Regions from separate parts of the Mus musculus genome. Here all the other regions are linked to region 2. The links are chromatin contacts, called in public Hi-C and HiChIP or PLAC-seq maps. All regions are on one chromosome and are shown on one strand. The core of a region is the stretch at or near the end of the contact, and the rest is flanking DNA. Distances in the headings are between cores, read along the strand shown.

Region 1 (3,356 bases), core at 787-3,286, 190 kb before region 2:
GGCAAACAGTTGTGCTAATGAGAGTTTGCTTTGTACTAGGGAATGGGAATTGTGTAGTGGGCATTGCTAAGACCATCAAGAACTGGGCCCAGTATTCTAAGCTAGTACAAATGACCTGTCAGAGGAGCCCTTTACTTTCTGCTCCCTTTCTGAGATCCTAAATGAATTTGGAATCAGGTCAGCAGAAGACCAGTAGGAGCTTTTAAGTTCTAAATGGTAACTGAAACAAAACAGGATGTGGAACTGTTAGAAGTAACTATAATTTGAATACGGCAGTTTGTTGCTATTATATATAATATGTAATGGTGTGGAACCAAATGTAAAATGCTTTGAGAAATTCACATACAGCATTTGAAATCAAGCACCAGATGAAAACCAGTTGTTTTGGGACTTACTATGGTGATATGTACATGTAATTCCCGCACTGGAGGCTAAGGCAGGAGGATTGGGAGTTTGGGGCCAGTCTGGATTACTTAGCAAGTTCCAGGACAACCTAGGTGGGTGTACAGAGTGAGACCTGCCCTGGGTTTGGGAGTGGGGGTATGAAAATTAGTTTTAAAAAAATGATAGAAGCTATTTCAGATAGTTGTCTTAAGATTTCCTACAACAATTGAAACTTGGAATTTGAAATTGTGTATTTGCATATCTAGTTTGACAAGAGAACTTGGTAGCTGTCAGTTACTCCATGGTACCTTTGTATATAGACTTCCAAAGGTTAATGTCCTAACAGCTACTTCATTGTTTACTCATGAGAACCCAGCTAGTAAATATTGATGTTCAGGGCTGCTGGCTTGCACAGTCCTTGGGGTTCTGTTCACATAGAACACAATTTGGAGTTCATCAAACACTGTTGCACTTTGATTCATACTTCCAAATGATTTTCATTGGACGCTCACATTCTGTCATTTAGACGGAATGCGCTTATTGTGCCCTTTCCACTGTTCTTAGATAATATTGTCATTTCAGTGAGAATTGAGACTGATTCTCTCTGCAGGATACACCTCTGGTTTTTGTCACTGAGAAGCCATTGATCTGCAAAGTATATCCTTTTCTCTTCCTTTGACTGGTTCCAAATACAGTGGTGTGTCTTCATCTGTTACACATGCTACTGCAGCATTAATGCATTTGAATAAATTAGTTGGAATATACATTCGTGCCTTGTTTTCATCTTTAATCGTTAACTTTTACACTGAATTTTCCGGTGAAGCCTTTCAAACATCGGGCCTTTACAATCCTGCAGTGTGGATGCTTCCGGTTCTTTTATTTATTTATTTATTTATTTTATTTATTTTTTTTTTTTTTTTTTTTTTTTTTTTTTTTTTTTTTTGGTTTTTCGAGACAGGGTTTCTCTGTGTAGTCCTGGCTGTCCGGGAACTCACCCTGTAGACCAGGCTGGCCTCGAACTCAGAAATCCACCTGCCTCTGCCTCCCGAGTGCTGGGATTAACTTAAAGGTGTGCGCCACTACACCCTGCTCTGGTTCTTTTAATTGATAACAAGTTCAGCCTGTTTACAATCTTAACACTATTTGAACTTTAATCAGATCTGTATTTCATAGTTTGGAAATTATTTAATGAGTTTGGGTTGCAAGGATATGATTTTAAAAGGCTAAAAAGGAAAACCTACAGCATGGCACAAAGGAGAACATGTTTCACTCTCAGACCTGGAGTGTTTGCATCCGAAGTCACAATTCATGTGCTCACTGGCCATCTGCAGTACCTATAGCTGCTGTTTTGAAAGCAGAAAACCAAGCACCCCCGCTAAAAAGAAAAGGGATGTGAAATTCTGGAAACTCAGAATATCCACGTATTTGCTTTTGTATCAGTCACGAAGTTTATACAGCAGACCTTCCAAATGAAAAAGATGAAAGACTCACAAACCCTGGTTTCCCTACACTGCAGTCCCACAAACTTTGACAAGCCAGACAGTCGCCCCATTGCCTTTTGCTTCCCGAGCGCCAGCAGGAGAGACCACGCCCCTTCTCGGAAACGGCGGTGGGGGCCGGCAGTGGCTCCTGTGGCGTCACCTCCGGGTCGCGTGAGCACTTCCGGGTCACTGGCACAGGGCTGCGGTTTCCGCGGCCGAGGAGGTGGTCGCAGCGGGCTCCCTACCTGGCTCTGCTACCGCCGTGGCGGAAGCGCCTTCCCTCAGGTAGGCGGCGGCGGGGCCGGGAGCGGGGAGGCCGCGGCGAGGCGGGCGGTACCGAGCGCTGTGCCCGCCGGAAGGCGACCCCAGACAGACGCAGCCGCGCGGGAGCAGCCGCCTTCCCGCTCTCCTCAGGCCGCGCTTAGGCGACCGGCGTCCCGCTCGGATGCCGGGCACACACGGCGCCTGCGCTCCAGCTCTGCAGTGAGGAGGGGATTCCGAAGTTCTGCAGTTGCCGCCACCTTTAAAGATTGGAGATGGCCGAGCCAGCTCGTTTCAGCAGACGTCGAAGTCGCTGTTAGCTCTTTTCCAAATAATGCTTAGATGTCAAATGGAGCGTGCCATGGCTCCCCTGTCCTATTTTAAAGTTTATGTCTCTCTGACCTTTTTCTCCCCTTCTCCATACACACGTACTGACTGGCGTTTACTTTGAACGAGCTAAATGTTTTTGTTTGACACGCGTCGAGTATCCGGTACTGTTCTCAGCCCGCAGGTTACATCAAGTGAACAAAAATAAAGATCCATGCCCTCGTGGACTTTACATTTTATGCGGAAAGTTAACATAAGACCGTTAGGTAACTTGATGGCAGACGGTGCTATCAAAAAATTTTAGCGAGATGAAGGGTTTGGAGACGTTTCATAATGGATGTTGGAGTTCCTATGTGGTGGTCAGTTTAGGTGCAATTGAATGGAGCTATTGGAGTTGTGTGTTAGCCAAATTAATATCTGAGCAAGAACATTACAGGCAGAAAGAACAGCCATCGCAAAGGCAGTCCCACGCCTGTCATCCTCAGGGCAGTTGAGAGTGCAAAGGGAGGTGGAAAATAGATCAAACCAAACATAGAGGGTAGCCAGATCGTCAGGCCTGATAGAAGCTGATGGAAAATATGTTCTAGCCCATATTTTTAAAAGATAACCCCGCTGCAAATTATAAAGTGTGAGGGACAAGTGTAGAGTAAAGAAAATTTGAACACCATGAGTCAGTGGCCTGGCATTATAAAATAATCATGGGGATGTTGAGAAATGATTGGCTTCTGGATTCATTTTGAAAGTTGCCCTTCCAAGATTTGCTAGGAATTGGACCATCTTTATGGTTTATATGACTCTGAGGGCCCATAGAAGAGTCCTCTGCATTTGCTCTTAGCTGTAGGAGAAGTGTCTTAGCTATTTGATAATTGTTTCGATGTAGAGTAGAACATCCTGAATATGGGT
Region 2 (3,115 bases), core at 579-3,078:
CAGATCATAAAGCCAGCAAGGTGTGTCACGGTTGTGCGTCTTGTGTCTGGCCTATCTCCTGTGGAAGGAATTCAGTTCTTTGCTGCCCGGACAGGGGGAATAGTCACAAAAATTCAAACATGACTTCCTTTCAAATTGGTATGAGATGGCTCAGTGGATAATGGCACTTGCCAAACCTAACCACCCGAGTTCAACCCGGGAACCAACATGGTGGAGGGAGAACCAGTTCCCACAAGTCGTCCTCTGAACTGCATCTGCGCACATGCTCAGAGGCGTGTGTGTGCCTCTCCCTCCTTTAAAAAATTGATGTAATTCAGAAGATTCTTACTCTAAAACGCACAATTCAGCGGTTTTGGGTATAGTCAGCTTTACTACCAACATCAGTACCTAGGGGACATCCTTGGACCACTCCCCACAAGACAAAGCCCCTTTGTTCCATCAGCTGTCCCTCTACACACCACACCTGTCCCGAGCAGCCAACCAAGATCTACTACTCTCTGCAGCATTTCCTACCCACCACTGTAACACACGGAATTGTTCCTCCTGAACTTTGACCTCAACCTCTTTCACATAATTAGGTTTCCTGGGTCCTTCTCTGTTGCAGGGTGTATCAGCATTCGCTCCTTTTCCTGGTTTGGCCATAGTCCTCTGAAGGTATGCACCACATTAAAACAAAGAGCAAAACTCGTCCTAGCCAAGATGATTTGATTTTTTACTATCCGTTGCAACTCTAGGATCCTAGGTTCACGTGAATGGGGACGACCGAATCTCAAGATTTTCTGTGCTCTTTTCTTCCTGAACTCTTCTTCCTCAGATCCTGGGAGCGCAGCCCCGCAGAGGCCCTGCGAGTTTACTTCCTCAGTCTTCCCTTTCACCAGGAGTCAGACTCCCTAATACTGTTTTAGGAATCCCCGTTCCCCTCTCTCCTAGGCTACCTGGCTTCCTGAAACCGGACACCGCGAGGACCAAGGTCTCTGTCTCTCTCTTTTCTTCTTCTTCTTCTTCTTCTTCTTCTTCTTCTTCTTCTTCTTCTTCTTCTTCTTCTTCTTCTTCTTCTTCTTCTTCTTCTTCTTCTTCTCCTTCTCCTTCTCCTTCTCCTTCTCCTTCTCCTTCTCCTTCTCCTTCTCCTTCTCCTTCTCCTTCTCCTTCTCCTTCTCCTTCTCCTTCTCCTTCTCCTTCTCCTTCTCCTTCTCCTTCCTCCTCTCTCTCTCTCTCTCTCTCTCTCTCTCTCTCTCTCTCTCTCTCTCTCTCCCTCTCTCTCTCTCTCTCTCTCTCTCCCCCCCCTCCCTCCCTCCCTTCCTCTCCCTTCCCAAGGAAATTAATTCAGGTACAAAAGACGGGTGGAGGAAGTATTTTCGACTTCCCTCACAATCCAGAAAGAAAAAAAAAAGAGAGAAAGAGAGAAAGAGAGAGAGAAGAAAAGAAAAAGGATTTCCTTTGAGCTGCGACTTTGTGATCTTTTAAGCAGTTAAAAATATTTCTTTAAAAAAAAGAATCTAGGAAAATCATGCGACTTGTGAGTGGGAGCTAAGTCGATGCTAAGTTTCTCCGTAAAGAGAAGCGACAGGAGCGCGGTTTCCTAACCTCCCCAAGTGTTTTCATCCCTTCGGTTTGGGGGTGGCTCCCTGGGGACGGCTAGGACAGCGGCGCGCTCTGCGGGGTAGCGAGGCCGCAGGACTACAGGATCCAGAGGCCTTTGTAAACTCTTGTAGTTCACGCTTGTTGGCTACCTCGGCTTCCCTGAGGAGTGACGCTGCGAAAACAAATTCTGATTGGTCAGGCCTGTGCTGAATTCTCCATTTATGGACAGATTGCCCGGCCCGAGCCCAGCCTGAGCCAGAGAAGAGTTCGGATTAAGTGTTAAGAGAAAGCGGGTCCAGGCAAAGCAGTTGGACAAGCAATCCCGCAGAGCGCATCAGGGTGCATCTCTAGACAGTTGGGGATCGCCAGGTCTGAGTGTGCACCGGGTCTGCTAAGTTTTGCCTTCACCTAGCGTTTCGGATCCCGCCTGGATGGAGTCCCTCTTGGATTTCCATTGGCTCCTGTGAGTGCTTGGGTGTCGGGAGCTTGTTTTTTGGCGAAGGGAACCAACTTTTGAAGTTCGCCCAGGAGACCGCGTTCCAGCCTCAGTGCCTAGGCAGCGGGACCCGGCGGAGGCGCGACCGCGGCGGGAGTCACCATGGTGAGTTGGCTGCGCCGCGTCCCAGGACGCCTGACCCTGGGATGGGGCAGGAAGCCCCGGAGCGGGCACCTACCTTGGGCAAGCTGCCCAGGCCAGGGGGTGGAGAAGGTGGACGCGGGAGTGTGCACTTCTGGAGCGCTGATTTCCTGCTGTTTGCTGTAAACCGGGTCTTAAACGGGAAGAGGGAGAGAGGAGGGACAAGAAAAACTCTCTGGAGTGACTTTCTGCGCCGCGAAAGTTTTGGTGCCAATGTTGTTGTGGCTGCCAGCTGTCTGAAGCTTGAGAGTGGGCACGTCTGTTTTCACCGGCACAGCCGTGGGACCGGAGACTTTTTTCTCCTCTAGAGAAGGTGAGGGGCACGCCTGTGTCCCTCGGGTCCTCTCCCCTGGGCAGGCACTGGCGTGAGCTCCCTGGCAGGCTGATCCCGCAGTTGTTCTCCTGGCATTGGGGAGGACCTAGGCAGCCCCGCCTGCGCTGGTGATGGGCCGAGCGCTGCACAAAGGCAGGCAGGGGCGCCAGGTACTGCGGAGCACCTGGCGGTGGCCCGGGCTGCAGGGACTCTGACGACAGCGCGCAGCGGCAGCCAAACTGGCCGGGAGCCCAGGCCTGTAGGGTCCCTGTGTAGGGTAAACACCTCCTGAGGAGGGCCCCACCCGGTCCCCAGCTCGAGAGGACCGCCACCCTCTCGGAGATCGTTCCTGGTTTTGTTCTTTCCCACTTGGTACTTGGGGGAGTGTCTGGGTTGGACAGCCTCTCTGTAACTCATTTGAGACTAAGTCCCCAGCCCAGCCACCCTCCTCTCTCAATCCCAAATAACCTTAGCCACATCCCCTGGGCTTTGCCGTGGTGTGGCTTTCCTACTGAAGGACAAAAACAAAGATTGAATTTTAGAGACATTGCCAGCCACCCGGACCGAAAGGGGGGGGACTTTAA
Region 3 (3,263 bases), core at 49-2,548, 170 kb before region 2:
CAAGGAGCTCACCCAGGCTCCTGTTAGACCTATGCAAAGGAGAGAGCAGCAGGTGGCTCTGTCACTCACCTTTTGACTTCCTGTTCTCAGAGGAGGGAGTGAACTTAAGCAAACCATTCAGGATTGTAGTCTCAAGCACTAGTCATTCTGGGAGGCGAAGGAGACAGGAACAATGCTGGCCACATCTGAGAAAGCAGTAAAGCATTTCAATCAAGAGCCCAGTTTCTGCCTAGACTCTCCTGCCCTTACACCACTCACTAGGAGCTCCCAGCGTTCGTGCAAGCCTTTTCCTCCCCCACCCAATACACAGCTATCACAGTTATAGCCTGTCGCCTTTTGTTTGGGAGTAAAAATGTCACTCTTTGTGCTCCTGGGACATCTCAGGAGGCAGAGATAACATAAATACCCAAGGATTGATTCATTCTCTCTCTCTCTCTCTCTCTCTCTCTCTCTCTCTCTCTCGCAAACCAGTTCATCCTTGAAAGCAATCACTGCTGAGTCAAGAGGAAAAAAATTAAAAGATACAAAGGAAGAAAAGAGGCAAATTCCCTTGTTTTCAAGAGATATGACCCTACACATACAAGACCTGAAACTCCACTAGAAGACTTAGATCTAGTAAACACCCTTCTCCAAGGAGGAAAATACAAAATCAACAACTTACTGTGAAAATGTCAGGAAGCCAGTACCAATCATAACAGCCTCAAAACTGAACAAATCCAACTAAGACTAAAGCTTAGTTAGCCAAAGACATTAACAATCCGGAGGATGAAAAGGAAGAATTGGCTGGGCATAGTGGTGATGGAGCCTTTAATCCCAGAACTCAGGAGACAGAGGCTGTCGGGTTTCTATGAGTCTCAAGGCCAGCATGGGCTACATAGTGAGTTCCAGGTAGCCAAGGCTACATAGTGAGACCTTGTCTCAAAAAGACAAATGAAAGAAAGTATGAAGCACTATATATATGCTATCATTTCGGCACCAACGTATGCAAAGGAGTACAGTAAAGAAGCTGCGGATGTGAAAGCTCCATGGTATGGTTAAGGGGAAGGTTTTTTTATGAGAAGGGGGTGGGGAGAGAGAATTTAGAGTCCATAGCAGAGAGAAAAGAAAGGACATGGCCACAAGAGAGAAAATATCCAGATACATCTGGAAGAGTTCAGAGCAGAAAGTAAGAGTTTGGACTTACTGCCAGGGCTGTTATGTTGCATTGCCTGGAGGAGCCAAGGGAAAGACTTTGTCCCTTATAAAGAGGATGAGCACCTGGGAAAGTGAGAAGAGCTAGGGTACTAGTCTGAAATGTCTAACAAATAGGAACTGAGAGATCCTGGAGGCCAGCATGGACTTTGGTATGCAGCCTCGGGTCTATGTGATTGGCGTCATAGGCTCCTTCTGCCAGAGGTAAGGGAAACAGCTCCTTTTGACAGATTGGAACCTGCTTCTCAAGTTTCTGAAGAATGTTAACTTTTATCTAGAAATTCTCCTGTAGTCTAGCTCGAGCGCATATGGACAGCCTGACGTTTAAATACGGACTGTCTGAGACCAAACACTAAAGAAAGAAAGACACTTAAAAATGGAAAGGCTTCACGAGTTGTGCAGAATATTGAGAAAATTGCCATTTAGAAAAGTGACCTACAAATTCTTTGGAGTCTTCATCTAAATCTGAATGGAATTCTAAAGAGAAATAGGGAGGGGAAACTCTAAATATTATATGGAAACACAAAAGACCAAAAGAATCCCAAAGTGAGGAATAAAAATACAGGCACTAGAAGTATCAAAATACCTGACTTCAAAGTATACTACAGAGACATTGTCACAAAAACAGTATGCTCCTAAAAACAGACAGTGGTACAAAGGAACAGAAGACTTAGAATAAATCTACATTGAGTACAGTGTGATGGGCACGTCTTTAATCACAGCACACAGGAGGCACAGGCAAGTGGGCCGGCTTGGTCTACAAAACAAGTTTCAGTACAGCCAGGGCTACATAGAGGGACCCTGTCTCAAAGCAAAAAAAAAAAAAAAAAAAAATCTACATGGAAACTGTCGTCAGATTTTTAATAAAGAATGGCCAAAAATATGCATTGTAGAAGAAAGCCTCATTCACAGTGGTACTGGGAAGCTGAGACTAGATCATTATTTCCCATCCCCTGGTACAAAAACCAACTCAAAACAGGTAAGAAACCTTCATGGAAGAACTGAAACGTCCAGAGAAAAACAAAGGGGCAATACCTCAAGATTTTAGAAATGAGACCAAGAATTGACAGACAGGTTTAAAAGGCTTCTGCATAGGGGCTAGAACAGTGGCTCAGTGGCTAAGAGCCACTTTCTACTCCTTGAAGAGGACCAGAGTTTTGTTTGGTTTCCAACACCCACAGCTACCTGAAACTCCAGATCCAGAGGACTCAGCGCCCTCTTCTGGCCTCCACGGTAACCTACACTCACATGGCTTACACACATACAAGCACACACATACACACATAATAAAAACAAATCTTAAAAAAATTCAACAATAAATAATCCAATCAACATGTGGGCAAAGAACTTAACAATTTTCCAGTTAAGAAACACAAATATCTAGTAAATACATGAGAAAATGTACCCAATCCTTAGCCATCAGTGGAATGCAAATCACTGAGATTCGATCTTAACTCCAGTCAGCACATCTAGAAAAAGAAAACCCAGCAAAAGTTGGTAGGGTTGGTGAACCCTTGTGCACTGATATAGTGGGAATGTAAATTAGTCCAGCAGCTGTGGAAATCAGTATGCAGATTCCTCAAAAGAAAAAAATAAAAATGGAACTATGTGACCCAGCTATGCCATTTCTGAGTATACAACTGGAGGTACCATAGTCAGCTTACCATGGAGACACTTGCAGACTCATGTTTATTGTAGCACAACTTACAACAGCCAAGTTAAGGAATCCGCCTACATGCCCATCAATAGATGAACAGAAAAAGCAGGCTCATAAAGTCAGGTACAGCATGTTTACTCTCCTGTGGACTCTGGCATGGGGAGGGGACCCGGAATGGGGGTTTGTGAAAGTCACAAGGGGCTATTAAGGATATGGAAGGGCAAAGCAAATGTAAGGGGAAAGACATGGTAATATAATCAAGTGATTATAATCAAAGCACATTACGTGCATGAACTGACACAATGAGACTCTTTACTTTGTACAGTGTACACTAATTTGGAAAACTTATTTGTCCAAAATCAAGAGTCCCTTTTGTCTGTTTATGGTGGCTATAGAAACCGGTGGGTCACAGGAA

The links. Hi-C and Micro-C count contacts between places; a contact is called where the count stands out from the background. HiChIP or PLAC-seq counts read pairs in DNA pulled down with a chosen protein or histone mark.
Region 1: a Hi-C map of embryonic fibroblasts shows a contact between it and region 2, with 3 times the contacts expected there. The contact joins the promoter of Gtf2a2 here to the promoter of Myo1e in region 2. A contact is called at or near these places in 10 of 39 promoter capture datasets (the 3T3-L1 cell line, 3T3-L1-derived adipocytes, embryonic stem cells and 5 more), 22 of 484 Hi-C or Micro-C datasets (3T3-L1-derived adipocytes, the AML12 cell line, the C2C12 cell line and 13 more), 11 of 115 datasets of contacts at active chromatin or transcription factors (embryonic stem cells, large pre-B cells, pancreatic cancer cells and 3 more) and 2 of 9 other capture datasets (adipose tissue and liver).
Region 3: a contact with region 2 is called in an HNF4G HiChIP or PLAC-seq map of pancreatic cancer cells. The contact joins the promoter of Gcnt3 here to the promoter of Myo1e in region 2. A contact is called at or near these places in 2 of 39 promoter capture datasets (embryonic stem cells and stem cell-derived epiblast-like cells), 7 of 484 Hi-C or Micro-C datasets (the AML12 cell line, cortical neurons, embryonic stem cells and 4 more), 6 of 115 datasets of contacts at active chromatin or transcription factors (embryonic stem cells, extraembryonic endoderm stem cells, pancreatic cancer cells and 1 more) and 2 of 9 other capture datasets (adipose tissue and liver).

The regions. Positions count from the first base shown.
Region 1 is chr9:70,010,512-70,013,867 of GRCm38.p6, forward strand. Gtf2a2 (general transcription factor II A, 2) reads left to right here and starts at 2,037. Exons shown (of 5, transcript NM_001039519.2): 1 at 2,037-2,150. Bnip2 (BCL2/adenovirus E1B interacting protein 2) reads left to right here. Exons shown (of 11, transcript NM_016787.4): 11 at 1-1,148.
Region 2 is chr9:70,205,522-70,208,636 of GRCm38.p6, forward strand. Myo1e (myosin IE) reads left to right here and starts at 1,829. Exons shown (of 28, transcript NM_181072.3): 1 at 1,829-2,182. The coding sequence starts at 2,180. All of the region lies in intron 1 of Gm26849 (a long non-coding RNA gene), which reads right to left.
Region 3 is chr9:70,036,790-70,040,052 of GRCm38.p6, forward strand. It overlaps Gcnt3 (glucosaminyl (N-acetyl) transferase 3, mucin type), which reads right to left and starts at 1,299. Exons shown (of 3, transcript NM_028087.2): 1 at 1,184-1,299; 2 at 1-185.